Regions from separate parts of the Sus scrofa genome. Here region 2 is linked to region 1. Evidence: chromatin contacts called from public HiChIP or PLAC-seq data. All regions are on one chromosome and are shown on one strand. Each heading gives the region's core, a stretch centred on a gene start, on an enhancer-like site or on the middle of the called end of the contact. The rest is flanking DNA. Distances are from core to core; before and after follow the strand shown.

What was found. HiChIP or PLAC-seq counts read pairs in DNA pulled down with a chosen protein or histone mark.
Region 2: a contact with region 1 is called in an H3K27ac HiChIP or PLAC-seq map of alveolar macrophages. The contact joins two enhancer-like sites. A contact is called at or near these places in 1 of 47 Hi-C or Micro-C datasets (embryonic fibroblasts) and 1 of 2 datasets of contacts at active chromatin or transcription factors (alveolar macrophages).

The regions. Positions count from the first base shown.
Region 1 is chr10:43,186,535-43,193,418 of Sscrofa11.1, reverse strand. CUBN (cubilin) reads left to right here. Exons shown (of 68, transcript XM_021064811.1): 49 at 386-567. Among named protein-coding and RNA genes, the nearest start is that of CUBN, 220 kb to the left of the region's middle. Within about 2 kb of position 3,293, at least 4 of the 83 cell types and tissues checked have an H3K27ac peak or open chromatin away from gene starts, as enhancers often do. A contact at or near this core is called in alveolar macrophages and embryonic fibroblasts, where this site is marked.
Region 2 is chr10:43,353,593-43,360,476 of Sscrofa11.1, reverse strand. All of the region lies in intron 17 of CUBN (cubilin), which reads left to right. Among named protein-coding and RNA genes, the nearest start is that of CUBN, 58 kb to the left of the region's middle. Within about 2 kb of position 2,591, at least 26 of the 83 cell types and tissues checked have an H3K27ac peak or open chromatin away from gene starts, as enhancers often do. A contact at or near this core is called in alveolar macrophages and embryonic fibroblasts, where this site is marked.

The DNA.
Region 1 (6,884 bases), core at 2,044-4,543:
CATGGGTGCAGCCATAAAAAGACAAAAAACAAAAGACTGAATCAAGGTCTTGTCTTGAACAAAATGGGACGATTACTTCAGCCTTCTGCTTTTCCCGATTCTTATGATTACTGCCTTTATTGATCTCTCATATTTATTGGGCCATGATGATAAAATGCTACCAGTGAGTGATCATCCATGGAAGCAGAGATGCAGAATAAATATCGCAGATAGGAGGTGAACACAGATGATCTCCATAAATTCTCGCGTGCACACGTGAGAAATAAGGGCAATGGTTTTGTCTAGAGGAACAATAAAAAGATGCTTCACTTTTGAGAACATTCCTTATAGGAAGGCCCTTTTGATTGGACTGGAAGTTTTCTTGTTTGTTTTCTTTTCCCTTCAGGGTGCGGTGGGGATCTCCAGGGCCCTACAGGAACGTTTACTGCCCCCAACTACTTGAACCCCAACCCTCACGGCTGGATGTGTGAGTGGAGAATCACTGTGCAGGAAGGAAGACGGGTCACCCTGACTTTGAACGACCTGAGACTGGAAGCCCATCCATTCTGCAATAGTGAGCATGTGGCAGTAAGTGTCCCCTGCAGTCAGGGACTTGATGGTCACTGTTTAAGGCACCGATTGACCCCTAAGTCATAGTCAGAAAATTAGGGATATTCCCCCCCTTCCCAGTGCAACTATATCTCGCACCAGTTCTAAGTGTTTTCGATAGAACGAAATCACAATAGACATTCACAATAAGAATTAAATAAAACATAGAAGCTGCTTTAAGAGACTATTAATTGTCACCATCTACAGCAGGCTCATAGGTCGGATACATTTTAGGAGTGATTGATCATTACAGGTAGCAAACCTGGGTAAACAGAGAAAAGTTAAGCCTATGGGTAACATGTCACTAAATGGGACCAGAGTGGCAGCACAAGCCGCCACCAAATGTGTTAAGCAGGTGAGTGCTCTCCTCTGCTGGACATTCCTAGTGACTCTTCTGGAAGATTGTGGCTCCCTGCTCTCCGGGTTGCCAAGCTCAGCCTTTGAGATTATGCCTTCAGCATTCCTAGCTTCCCCCAGCAAGTAAAGCAAATGAACCCCACGCTTGTTAACTGGGATGCCAGATGCGTGTGCACGTGTACTGGATTAATCGTAGATGAATATTGGTATATTTCTCCTCCCAGCTTGCTCTTTTTCCAAGTCTGTGTCATCTCAGTAAATAACTGTCCCAAACTTCTGGTGGCTCAGGTCCAAAGCCTTGATGTCTGTTCTGGGGTCCTTTCCCTCACACCTTGTACTATATCCACCAGCAAGTCTCAGTGGCTGGATCTTTAAGAAAGAACCAGAATCTGACTGTTACTGACCAGGGTTCTTGGCCTTCCTGAATCAAGATAAATTGATAAGAGGCCACAAAAGAAATTTTTTTTGGTATATTCTTGTCCATAATTCATCTCAGCTGCCCATGTACACAGTTGTTTTGAGTCCCTTATGGTTTCTTTGTATTTTGTTGCACGAGGAGATATTTGTCCAGGTCCAAGCCCTGCAGCAAAGGGTCCCAGGTCCCAGCCTGTCTCACCACTCCTTCTCGTTACCTCCGCATCCAGCACCATCACCACTCAGATTTATTACAATAACTCTCAACGGGTCTTCCTACTTCCACTCTTGTCTCTCTGCATCTCAGCACAGCAGCCAGTGCGATGAGTTTAAACCTATGTCACGCCATGTTGCCCTCCTTGAAAATCCTCTGATGGGCTCTCATCTGGCTCGGATGGAAGTCCCAAGTCTTCACAAAGGCCTGCCTGGCCTTGTATCATCTGCCGCCCCTTCCTTCTGCTACCCCCACGTCTCATCTCAATTCCCCCGCCCCCTGCTTGCTCACTGGGGTCCAGCTACCCTGGCCTCCTTTCTGTTCCTGGACTGTACTGAGATGCTCCCACAGCCAACTTCCCATGCACTGTGGGATCTGTCTGGAATGCTCCTCCCCAGTGCCTGCCTCAGTTCACTCTGGGCTCTGCTCCAATGATCATGAGGCCTTCCCTGAGCCCCTGCATGAAATAGACCCCACCCCACCTGGTCTGGCCCTCTCCCTGCATTCTTGGTTTCACTGCACACCCAGCTGACAGTCCACATATATGTTTGTCTGTGTATCGGCTGCTCCCCCGACTAGGATGGAGGGCACCATTGAGACGTGTGCTTAGTTTTGTTCCCTGCTGCATCCCCAGTGCCTGGCACGTAATAGACACAGCAGTTGTTGAAGGAATCATTAGTAGAAGGAATATCATTATCCTTTTCAAGAACAAGCTCCTTTTCTTTTCAGTTGCCTTGTCTCCTGCTGGGGAGTGAAATTCAAAAAATATGGAACATCTCTGTATTACTCTCTCTTTGTATTGCCCTAAAATGATCGTATTCAAGCCTCAAAAATCTTCAAATTTTACTCCTTCGTTCTAACATCTGAAGGATTGAAATGTTGTCTTTTATCAGATATTGGAAATCATGGAACCCAGTATGTTGTCTTTTATCCAGAAGCCAGAACATTTGGGACTAAGCTTGCTGATTTTAAAGGGACTTTTTTTTCCTATTGTTAAATGAATAATACAGAGACAAGAATGAAGTAGGGAAAAAAATTCACCATTCATACTATATCATATTTTAAAGCATTTTCTTATCTTTGCTTGGGCAGTGAATACTATTATGTAGTTGTAAGTGACAGAAATTCACTTGTATACTAATTTTCATCAATTTCTCTCATTATAAATATAATGGATGCTATTGAATGCTATTTGGAGAGTTCAGAAAATAAAAAAATATAAAAATACTTGGAATTACACAGCCATTACTAAATTTTGATGCCTATGCTAACAGTTTTTGGTTTTTTTTTTTTTCCTTTGAGGTCCTACTGAAATATAATCCTTCACAATCTTTTTTTTTTTTTTTTTTTTTTGTCTTTTTTTTTAGGGCCACACCCATAGCACATGGAGGTTCCCAGGCTAGGGGTTGAATCAGAGCTATAGCCGCCACCGGCCTATACCACAGCCACAGCCACAGCAAGACGGGATCCAAGCCATGTCTGTGGCCTACACCATAGCTCTTGGCAACACTGGATCCCTAACCCACTGAGAGAGGCCAGGAATCAAACCCACATACTCAATGGATGCTAGTCAGTTTCTTTAACCGCTGAGCCATGATGGGAACTCCAGTCCTTTGGAATCTTAGCAGCAGAATATTCTCATGCTCTACAGGAAGGATAATATGAAAAGTCATAGTTTCAGAACTCAACTAAAAAATAAATTTACGGCATCAACCACAAATTCTGAATCATGTCTTACTTCTCATTTCCCCATCTCTGAATCATAGATGCCAAAGGCACCCACTTTGAACTCTTTCAGCTACTTCTTTTGGTATTTATGTTGTTATTTCAAAATAATATCCCTCTTCTACACTTTCTCTGTTTTTTCTCTCTTAAGCATTATCTATTTATTTTTTTATTTTATTTTATTTTCCCACTGTACAGCAAGGGGATCAAGTTATCCTTACATGTATACATTACTTTTTTTTCCCCCACCCTTTGTTCTGTTGCAACGTGAGTATCTAGACAAAGTTCTCATTGCTATTCAGCAGGATCTCCTTGTAAATCTATTCTAAGTTATGTCTGATAAGCCCAAGCTCCCGATCCCTCCCACTCCGCCCCCTCCCATCAGGCAGCCACAAGTCTATTTTCCAAGTCCATGATTTTCTTTTTCAACTTTGCAAGATAAAGATTTAGCTGTCTTCAGACACCTCCGTACCATTACTGCAAATGCACACAGGGTCGTGTTCAGTTCACTTCCCACCGCCACCCCCAACTTCCTCCCCAAATACTCTCAGAGATGCTGTTTAAACTGTCATTCTTTGTTTGCATTACTTTGGTTATAGGGACTACTCCCACTTAAGCCAGGTCGTGTACTGTTGTAGCATTTGCTTTTGTTTTTTGGAGAAATAATCATAATTGTATCCTTTTTACACTTTTGTTGTTTTTTTTTTTTTTTTTTTGGTTTTCTGTGTATCTGTCACTAATTCTTCCACACTCTTTCCACTCCGGGTGTACATCCCCCGCCTTATATAATAAAACGCCTCTATTGGTTCCATTCGTTTTCCTTAGCAATGCTTTCCTAGAGCCTTTGCCCATCAGCTGCCAGCCTGATTCCCGCTGCCATGTCCAGAGCTCCCAGACTCATCAAATCTGCAAGTCCCTTCCTGCCACTCCTGGGCTGGGCTTTATGATATGTGCATTTCCCCTTCTTGGTTAATTTCCTCTTTTCGGTGAGGCACAGGCTCTTGTGGCTCCCTAAGGACGTGGGCATGGGTGATTATGCTTTTGAGGACGTGCATACCTGTAATTATCATTTCACCATCATTTTTTGACTATCAGACGATATCATATATATTCAATATCTTCACCTACATATGTGAATATTTTCGTCATAATTTCGAAGCTTTTTGTAGTGGCTCTTTGGGGGTCCATTTCCTTTAGGTTCCTCTTTCCTATTTACTTCCATTTGTCTCTGCCTTTTACATTGGATGGTTCCCTAAATGTGTGATCACCCTTGGCTGTTCATTCATATTTAAGAATGTAGTACTGGGACTTCCCGGTGTGGCCCAGTGGAAATGAATCCGACTAGTATCCAGAGGATGCGGGTTCAATCCCTGGCCTCGCTCAGTGGGTCAGGGGTCTGGCATTGCCGTGAGCTGTGGTGTAGGTCACAGACGTGGCTTGGATCTGGCATTGCCGTGGCTGTGGTGTAGGCCGGTGGCTGTAGCTCCGATTAGACCCCTAGCCTGGGAACTTCCATATGCTGCGGGTGTGGCCCTTCAAAAAAAGAATGTAGTACTAAAAACTTGCTGAGGATCTCTGTGTGCATGGCCAGGGGCTGTCAGCTTGAGAGGTTCACAGGAGGTGACCAAGGTGGGGACTTGACTATTGAAATAGGGGAGACTACAGATGTCATATTACAGGTCCATTCTCCTGGGGAAGTTAAAGCTCCATCAGAGAATCACTTCATTTCCGAATCTTTAATGCAATGCCCACATTCCCTTCCTTTGAAATATATTTTTGGACCCAGAGCACATGGAAGTTCCCAGGCCAGAGATCACATCCATGCCACAGCAGTGACCTAAGCCACAGCAGTGACAACGCCAGACGCTTAACCCACTGAGCCACCAAGGAACTCCTGACACAACTTTTTTTTTTTTTTTTTGTCTTTTTGCTATTTCTTTGGGCCACTTCCGCGGCATATGGAGGTTCCCAGGCTAGGGGTCGAATCGGAGCTGTAGCCCCTGGCCTACACCAGAGCCACAGCAGTGTGGGATCCCAGCCGCGTCTGCCACCTACACCACAGCTCACAGCAATGCCGGATCGTTAACCCACTGAGCAAGGGCAGGGACCGAACCTGCAACCTCATGGTTCCTAGTCAGATTCGTTAACCTCTGCGCCACGACAGGAACTCCCTGGCACAACTTTTTGTAGGTTCAGTGTTTGTTTTGTTTCCCTTTCATACTGCTCCCAACAAGGGGATGTGGCTTGCCCTCTATTTGGTTGAGAATGTGTCTGAAAGAAGGGAGGGAAGAAGGAAAGACAGAAAGAAGGAAGGAGAAAGGGAAAGGAGGAAGGGAGAGAGAAGGGAGGGATGCATCCTATGATCCACAGGTTGTACAAGGGCTGATGCAAGCATCTAGCTTCTGGACTAATACCTGTCCTCTAGCCTGAGCATCCTGTCCTCCAGTCCTCTAGATGGAGACGAGGAAAAGACCATCCTGGGTGCACTCTCGTGAGATGTATGCCAGCTTCTATTCCTGCTTTTAGCAAGTTTTAGAGCTTGCCCTGAATCTCATATACCTACCTCCTACCCTGTTGTTTGCAGGAAGTTATACAAACAGGCGTAGAGGAGGATCATGGAAACAGCACTCTGGTTGGTTCTAAAAGCAGGAGTCACATGATAAATGGATGCCTCACAATTTTTAGTCGCTGTGATTCTAAGCCCAGGGCAGATGTTGGGAAGGGATAAAGGCCATCGATCGTGGTTTGGCACATACACCGTTAGCCTTGCAGTTGCTAATAATCCCTTTTGATGCTGGCAGTGTGTTGCCCCTTCCTGTTTTCAGTATGATCGAAATACTCATCACTTTCTGTTTCCTTATGCATTACTCGGGGATTTGGAATCGAAGGGATAATTTGCATCCCAATTTCCTGATGACTGGCCCTTTGAACCTCGGCATAGTGTGCAATCGTTCAGAAGTCCAGTGTCTTAATCTGCACAACCAGGGTAATAGTATATGTCTGAGAGGTTATGTTGCTAATTGGATAAGGCAATCCAAGTGAGTTATTAGCTGAGTCTGGCATTTTGTCCATGCACAGTAAGTGATAGGAAATGCTGTGTCTGGGCCTATGAGCCGGAAGGCACTTTAAACCAGAAGCCCTCAAAGAGCTAAACTGAATGATCAATTACAGTGAACAAAAAAGCTGACATCTTTTGTTACGGAATACCTTATCCTTCTCCATAACTCTTAGTGTCATACTTTGCCTCATGATTTCTAACCGTGAACCATTCAAATCCTTTTTAAAAACAGCAATATCAATCACTCAATCAGTTATTGTTCAGTTACTTCTGGATCTTTCTTGAGCTATGCTAAAATAGCCCCTTGGTTTTCTACAGAAGAAGACTGGCCAGTTATAATAACAATGTGCCTAACTAGAGTTCTTCATATTTCAGAGTCCATAATACTCCAATACGTTTTTAAAAGAGTCAAACTAGTAAGAAAATGGAAGCTTTGAATCCATAAAATCCAAAAATCCATTTTTTTCATTTTTTAAAGTTTTATTGAAATAGATTTACAAAGCTGTGTTCATTTCTGCTATACAACAA
Region 2 (6,884 bases), core at 1,342-3,841, 170 kb before region 1:
CATGGAAACAACCTAAATGTCCATTGACAGATGAGTGGATTAAGATATGGTACATATACACAATGGAATACTACTCAACCATAAAAAAGAACAAAATAATGCCATTTTGCAGCAACACGGGTAGAACTTGAGACTCTCATACTAAGTGAAGTAAGTCAGAAAGAGAAAGACAAATACCGTATGATATCACTTATATCTGGAATCTAATATATGGCACAAATGAACATTTCAGAGAAAAGAAACTCGTCAACTTGGAGAAAAGACCTGTGGTTGCCAAGGGGGAGGGAGAGGGAGTGGGATGGAGTGGGAATCTGGGGTTAATAGATGCAAACTATTGCATTTGGAGTAGATAAGCAATGAGATCCTGCTGTATAACACAGGGGACTATACCCAGTCACTTGTGATGGAGCATGATGGAGGATAATGTGTGAAAAAGAAGATAGATGATAGATAGATAGATAGATAGATAGATAGATAGATAGATAGATGATGATAGATAGACAGATGGATGACTGGATCACTTTGCTGTACAGTAGAAATAGACAGAACACTGTAAATAGACTATAATGGAAAAAAACAAAAATCATTAAAAGCAAAAGACTGGACAGTGGGACCTGATCTATAACAGATATTAAAGCTTTTACTTCTGACCGGGCTCTAGACACACCTGACCTTTCATAAAAACTGTGTTCCTCAGTCCAGTTAATTTTAGCTTTTCCTATAGGACATGTTCCTTTGTCAGAACTAATTTTTATGTAAAAATATTTTGTGTGGGTCATTTGTCTTCAGGAACTAGATTCATCTGCTGAATGTAAAAATCAGAAGCCATTTGGGCTAGTCCGTAGGGCTAAAAATCATGGGTCACAGGTTATAAGTTGAGTCTCTGGGCCTGAAACAATCAGTGTTTGCTGAAGGACAAGGTAATCCATGAACAGTCTGGGCCTGTCCACACAGCACTAGAACTAGAACTGGTCCTTGTCCTTTCTGTGCAAATGTGACCCACAGTGAAGAATGGATCTGGGAGTGCCAGTTGTGGCTCAGTGGGTTAAGAACTCAACATAGTGTCCTGAGGATACAGGTTTGATCCCCTTCCTTGCTCAGTGGGTTAAGGATCCAGTATTGCTGCAAGTTGTGGTGTAGGTCGAAGATGCAGCTCAGATCTGGTGTTGCTGTGGCTGTGGTGTAGGCCTTCAGCTGCAATTCAGTTCCAAGCCTAGGAACTTCTATGTGCTGCAGGTACAGCCATAAAAAAAAAAAAAAAAAAAAAAAAAAAAAAAAAAAAAAAAAGGAGTGAATCTTGTGTATCTGGCATGAAGATGCCTCTACCAGTGGCCACAGCCTGGCTTCACCTGACTTCTTAAGAAAAAACAATATGTTAGTACCACCAAGCCTCAAATACAAGTCATCTTTCTCTAGGTTACATTGCAATAACAAACAGCCAGTAACAGTAAAGCAAATCCAAAGCAATAACAAAACATTTCTGAGGCTTACAACAAGGTGTATTTATTCACTCTGTTAACATGCTGGCTTGGGATCACTGAGCAGCTCTGCTGATCTGGTCCCTGTCCCAGCTGCCCTGGGACCCCAGCCCTTGGTCTTGTGAGAGCCCTTGGTCATCATGCAGTGACTCCCAAAGCTTCTTCTTAGAAGCCAGTTCATCACTTCTGCCCACCTTCTTTTGGGTAAAGCAAGCCTGATGGCCAAGCCCAGAGTCAGTGGGAGGGATAAATATTAATTCTCCATGTGGTAGCATCACGGGTCACAAGACGATGAGAGCCGATGTTCAGCCCTCTTTCAGGAGGGATGTAAATAATTAGGAAAAACAGCCCAGTCTATCCCAGTGCCCAGGCACAAAGGAAAGAGAGGGGTCTGTTATTGTGGGGGAGGAGGCAGCCTCACCAGGCCTGTGATATTGAATGCACGATATGCTGCAGGAGTCTTGGGGGTCACTTTAGAGTGTTTGGAGGTTGTGGTTACAGTCTTGCCTTATCTGGGGTCCAGGGAGAATACAGGCTTTCAGAATTAATAAGGTTTCATTTCCACAGAGAGAGAGAGAAACAGAGCCAAAATCCATTGTACCTTCTAGGGTTAAGGCCCTTGAGCCCTTTAAGTTCTTAAAACATTTGCACTGCAGCTGCCTTTCTCCTTGCTCAGGTCCTTGAATTTCATTAGGGAGGCCCAGGGGAGCAGCTCACTTTAGCTTGCTCTGCAGCTCTTTGGCTGTTTTTCTTCCTTCTTGTCATCTTCTAATGGGCAAACTAGAAAAGAGATACTACAGTCTTAGCAGAGTGAATGGCACCCTGGAGGATTCGAGAGCAGGAAGATAGCTTACTCTGTGTTTCATGCTTTCTGGTTTCCAAGCACTGCTGTATGTCTGCGGCGCGGACACAAATTGAGCCATCACACTGCACCTTAAAATTAATGAATCAGCAAGCCTCTGTCACACAGCTCTTTGCATAGTTCTGTGTCCGCTCCTGAAGGTGATACAGAAATTTCCTCTTTTCTCAGAGATTTGCTGTTTGGTTAGAGAGCTGGTTAGCATAACTTTATGGCAGGATGTGAAATTTGCACGGTAACTCCTAGAAAGGAACTGGTTCGAGATGAATCAGTGGAGAGGCATGTGATTTCCAGTGTCTGTGTAAGACTCTACCATATGGCGGTATCATGATTTATTTAATCACCCTCCTATTCTTAGACATGTGGAAGATTTCAGTTCTTGTTATTATACATTGTATTTTGGAGTTGCCTGGTGGCTCAGCAGGTTGAGGATCTAGCACTGTCACTGCTATGGCATGGGTTTGATCCCTGGCCCGGAAATGTTTGCATGCCGGCATCACTGCCAAAAAAACAAATAAAAAAAGAACGTACTTTGCTGTAGATCTTTGTGTGTCTTTGCTTGTATTTCGAACGGTTTCCTCAGGATAGAATGTTAGCAGGGAAGTTGCTAACATTGCAAAACTATGAACATTTCCAAGATTCCTGATCCATATTGTCCAATTATTTTCCAGAAATTTATACCAGTTATGGATCAGAGTAACGTGTTACTGTGTTACCAACTTTGAGAATCAGACTTTTAAGCCGCTCCCTTTACTGCCTGTTCATTAGATCTGGATACTCTTTCAAGTTTCAGCTTAAAAATGATTTCTGCTGAGAAATATTCTGTAGGAGTTCCAACTTTTTGGTTAAATCAGTGGTTCTCTCCACTATAAGACCTTCTTGTATCAACTTTATTCTGAAATGAAATGTATAGAGGATATAAGCTCACATTATGCATGTACTTTACATAAGTAAAAATAAAGTTGTACGTGTAAGATTTAGGAGAAGTAGAGCAAAGTAAAAAAAAAAAAAAATGTCAGTATGTTAAAAGCCTAGGCAAGCTGCACTAGTCATAAATCGTTTGCTCCCTGTACTGTTTGAATCCTGCAGTAAAAATGCAGGCCATGGCTCTGACATGGCTCTGTAGATTGGTGATGAATTTCCTGAAATGGTGACCAACTCTTGGCAGATTTCCAGGAGGAGGAAAAAAAAAAAAAAAAAAAGAACTTCTTTTGATTTACACTCTACTTGTAATCCTGGAAAATTCACTGTGTATTACAATTGGGCAAAAATATTTCGCATTTAGTACGTAAAATAGAGCTATAGCTCCAATTCGACCCCTAGCTTAGAAACTTCCATGTGCCATGGATTCAGACCTAAAAAGACAAAAATAAAAAATACAGCTAGATTTTACACATACATCTTTCACTGCAATGAATGTGACACAGGTCCTAGGCTAATCCTTGCTGTGTGTGACTGTGTCTTATATTTCCAGGTATCTTTGGTCTCCAGCTACAAATTGCAATAGGGTCCCACTGCCATCATGTTAATAATTAAAACAGGAGTTCCTGTTGTGGCTCAGTGGTTAATGAACCCGACTAGTATCCATGAGGACGAGGGTTCGATCCATGTCCTTGCTCAGTGAGTTAAGGATCCGGTGTTGCGGTGGCTGTGCTGTAGGCTGGCAGCTGTAGCTTCCATTGGACCCCTAGCCTGGGAACTTCCATGTGCTGTGGGTGCAGCCCTAAAAAGCCAAAAAAAAAAAAAAAAATTAAAACAAAACCAAAAAATGCCTTCACAAATTTCCAAAATGCCTAATTTGGTGCCTATTGAGCCCCATTCTGTTACGTAGTAATCCAGGAACCTGCACTTTCCTAAACATGACACTCATGCTTTAAAAAGATTGTGCTTGCTAGAGTTCCTGTGAGCAGCAACTGTCTTTCACAGTAGTATCACCAGCACAGGTCCCGGCAGCAATGGATTTACATTCGGATGGCTTGCTCTTCCAACATAATTCTACATAATATGGGTAGTAGGTATATCCACGGAGTAATTCCTGACTTGGGTGAAATACTTGTAGTGTTTTTACCTTTGAAAAGGGCAGGAATAACAATAGCTTTTCTTTAGTCTACATTTTCTAGGACTAGGCAAAATTCACACCTTTGTGCTTCGATAACTCCTTGAGCTCGGCTTAGATTTAGTAACTTGTTCGAAGTTATTAAGTGTAGGGGTTTGTAAATGACAGAGGTGGGCATTGAATCCAGTCTACGTGACTCTAGACTATGCTCGTGACCATAACTCTATAACACAGATATTGACTATTGATTTAAACTAGATGGCCATTATTATATGAAGGAAATTTTCTTTTGCTCCTTTCTAAAAGTTTTCTTCCTAATAAACAGGATGCTAACAAACTTTTTGACATCTAGAGAGACATATGATTTAGCTTTTTCGATCTTTTTTTTTTTTTGTCTTTTGTCTTTTTAGGGGTGCACCTGTGGCATATGGAGGTTCCCAGGCATATGGGGGTCGGATCAGAGCTGCAGCTGCTGGCCTACACCACAGCCACAGCAATGCCAGGTCTGAGCCACATCTGTAACACACACCACAGCTCATGGCAACACTGCATCCTTTACCCACTGAGTGAGGCCAGGGATAGAACCTGCGTCCTCATGGATGCTAGTCAGATTCATTTCCACTGAACCATGATGGGAACTTGAACTTAATGGGTCTTTTGGTGAGCTCAGTTTATAACTTGTAATTTCAAGCAATCCTTGTATTACTCTTCTCATTTGTATATATATGTATATATATACATATATATATGCCTAGAGTGAATTCATTTTTCTAGAACATATGTACACATATGTGTGTGTGTGTGTGTGTGTGTGTGTATGCCTAGAGTGAATTCATTTTTCTAGAACTGTATTTAGGAGTTTTGTATGCACATTAATAGGTGAGAACTACCTGTAGTTTTCCTTTGCATTATCTCTATTGGGATTTGGCAAGATAGTGCTGAGAAAAATTATCTGGGAATTGTTCCATTTTCCAAACTATATATGGAAATTATCTTTTCCTTAAAAGTAAAAAAGATAACTTACCAGCTAGAGCATCTTCTAGGAGGTGTTCCCTCCACCCCTTGGCTTATAGCCTATTCAGATTTTATTTTTCTTTTCCTTGAGATCATTTTAGTAATTTATATTTGTCTGGAAATAACCATTTCAGACATTCAACTATATTAACATAGTGTCGTACATAGAATTGTCATATTAAACACATTTTTCAGTATCTATGTATTTGTATCTTTGTCATTTTAAATTTCATGTATTTTTGCTTATTTTCTCTTTTCCTTTTTTTCTTTTATTGTCAAAGATCTTTCGTATCTCCATTCCCAACCTTCTTCAAAAAACAGTTATTAGTTATTCATAGATACGAAGAATTGCTATTGTTAAAATGTCCTTACTACCCAAGTTAATTGATAGATTCATTACAGTCTTTAGTAAAATCCTAAAGTCATTTTTCACCAAAGTAGGACAAATAATTCTAAAATTTGTACAGAATCAAAAAAGAGATGAGATAGCCAAACAATATTGATAAAAAGGAACAAAGCTGGAGGCAACACATTTCTTGATTTCAAACTATATTACAAAACTATAGTAATAAAAAATCTGTTTAATAATACTGTTCTGTATTTTTGAAAGTTGCTAGGAGAGTAAAGCTTTTTTTTTTTTTTCCCTTTTCTATGACTGCTCTCGTAGCATAGGGAGAGTCCCAGGCTAGGGGACTAATTGGAGCTGTAGCCACCGGCTTACACCACTGCCACAGCAACTCAGGATCTGAACCACATCTGCAACTATACCACAGCTCACGGTAACGCCAGATCCTTAACCCAATGAGCAAGGCCGGGGATCGAACCCGCAACCCCATGGTTCCTAGTCAGATTCGTTAACCGTGGCACCACGATGGGAAATCCGCTAAGAGAGTAAATCTTAAAAATCCTCATCAGAAGGAAAAAAATTAATGATGTATGATGAGTTATATTAACTAGATTTATTGTTATGAACATTTAAAAATACATATAAATATCTAATCATTATGTCATATACCTGAAACTACTATAATGCTATAAATCAATAGTATCTAAATACAATTTTTAAAAAAAAATCTAAAAAAAACCCAGTTCTTGAATGTTTTTATGAATTCTATTTTGTTTTTTTCTTATTATGTTTTATTTTTATTTTTACTTTGTTATTCTTCAGTTTAATAGTTTTTTAAATTCTTTTAAAGTTGACTCCTTAAGTTGGTTCTCTTTCTTTCATCTGATTTTCTGTCTTTCTTTTTTTCAGTAATGAAAGCAGTTAAGTGAATGAATTTCCTCGATTATAGATTTGGCTGAAACTTGCATATTTTGATATATTGTATTCTCCTATTTTGTTGTTTTCTAAATAATACAAAATGGTAAATTTATTTTCTCTTTGATGTTGTGGAAATTATTAGGAGAACACTTTAAAAATTCTTATGCTTTTGGATTTTTTTGGTTTAAGATTTTTAAATAAATGTTTAGTGTT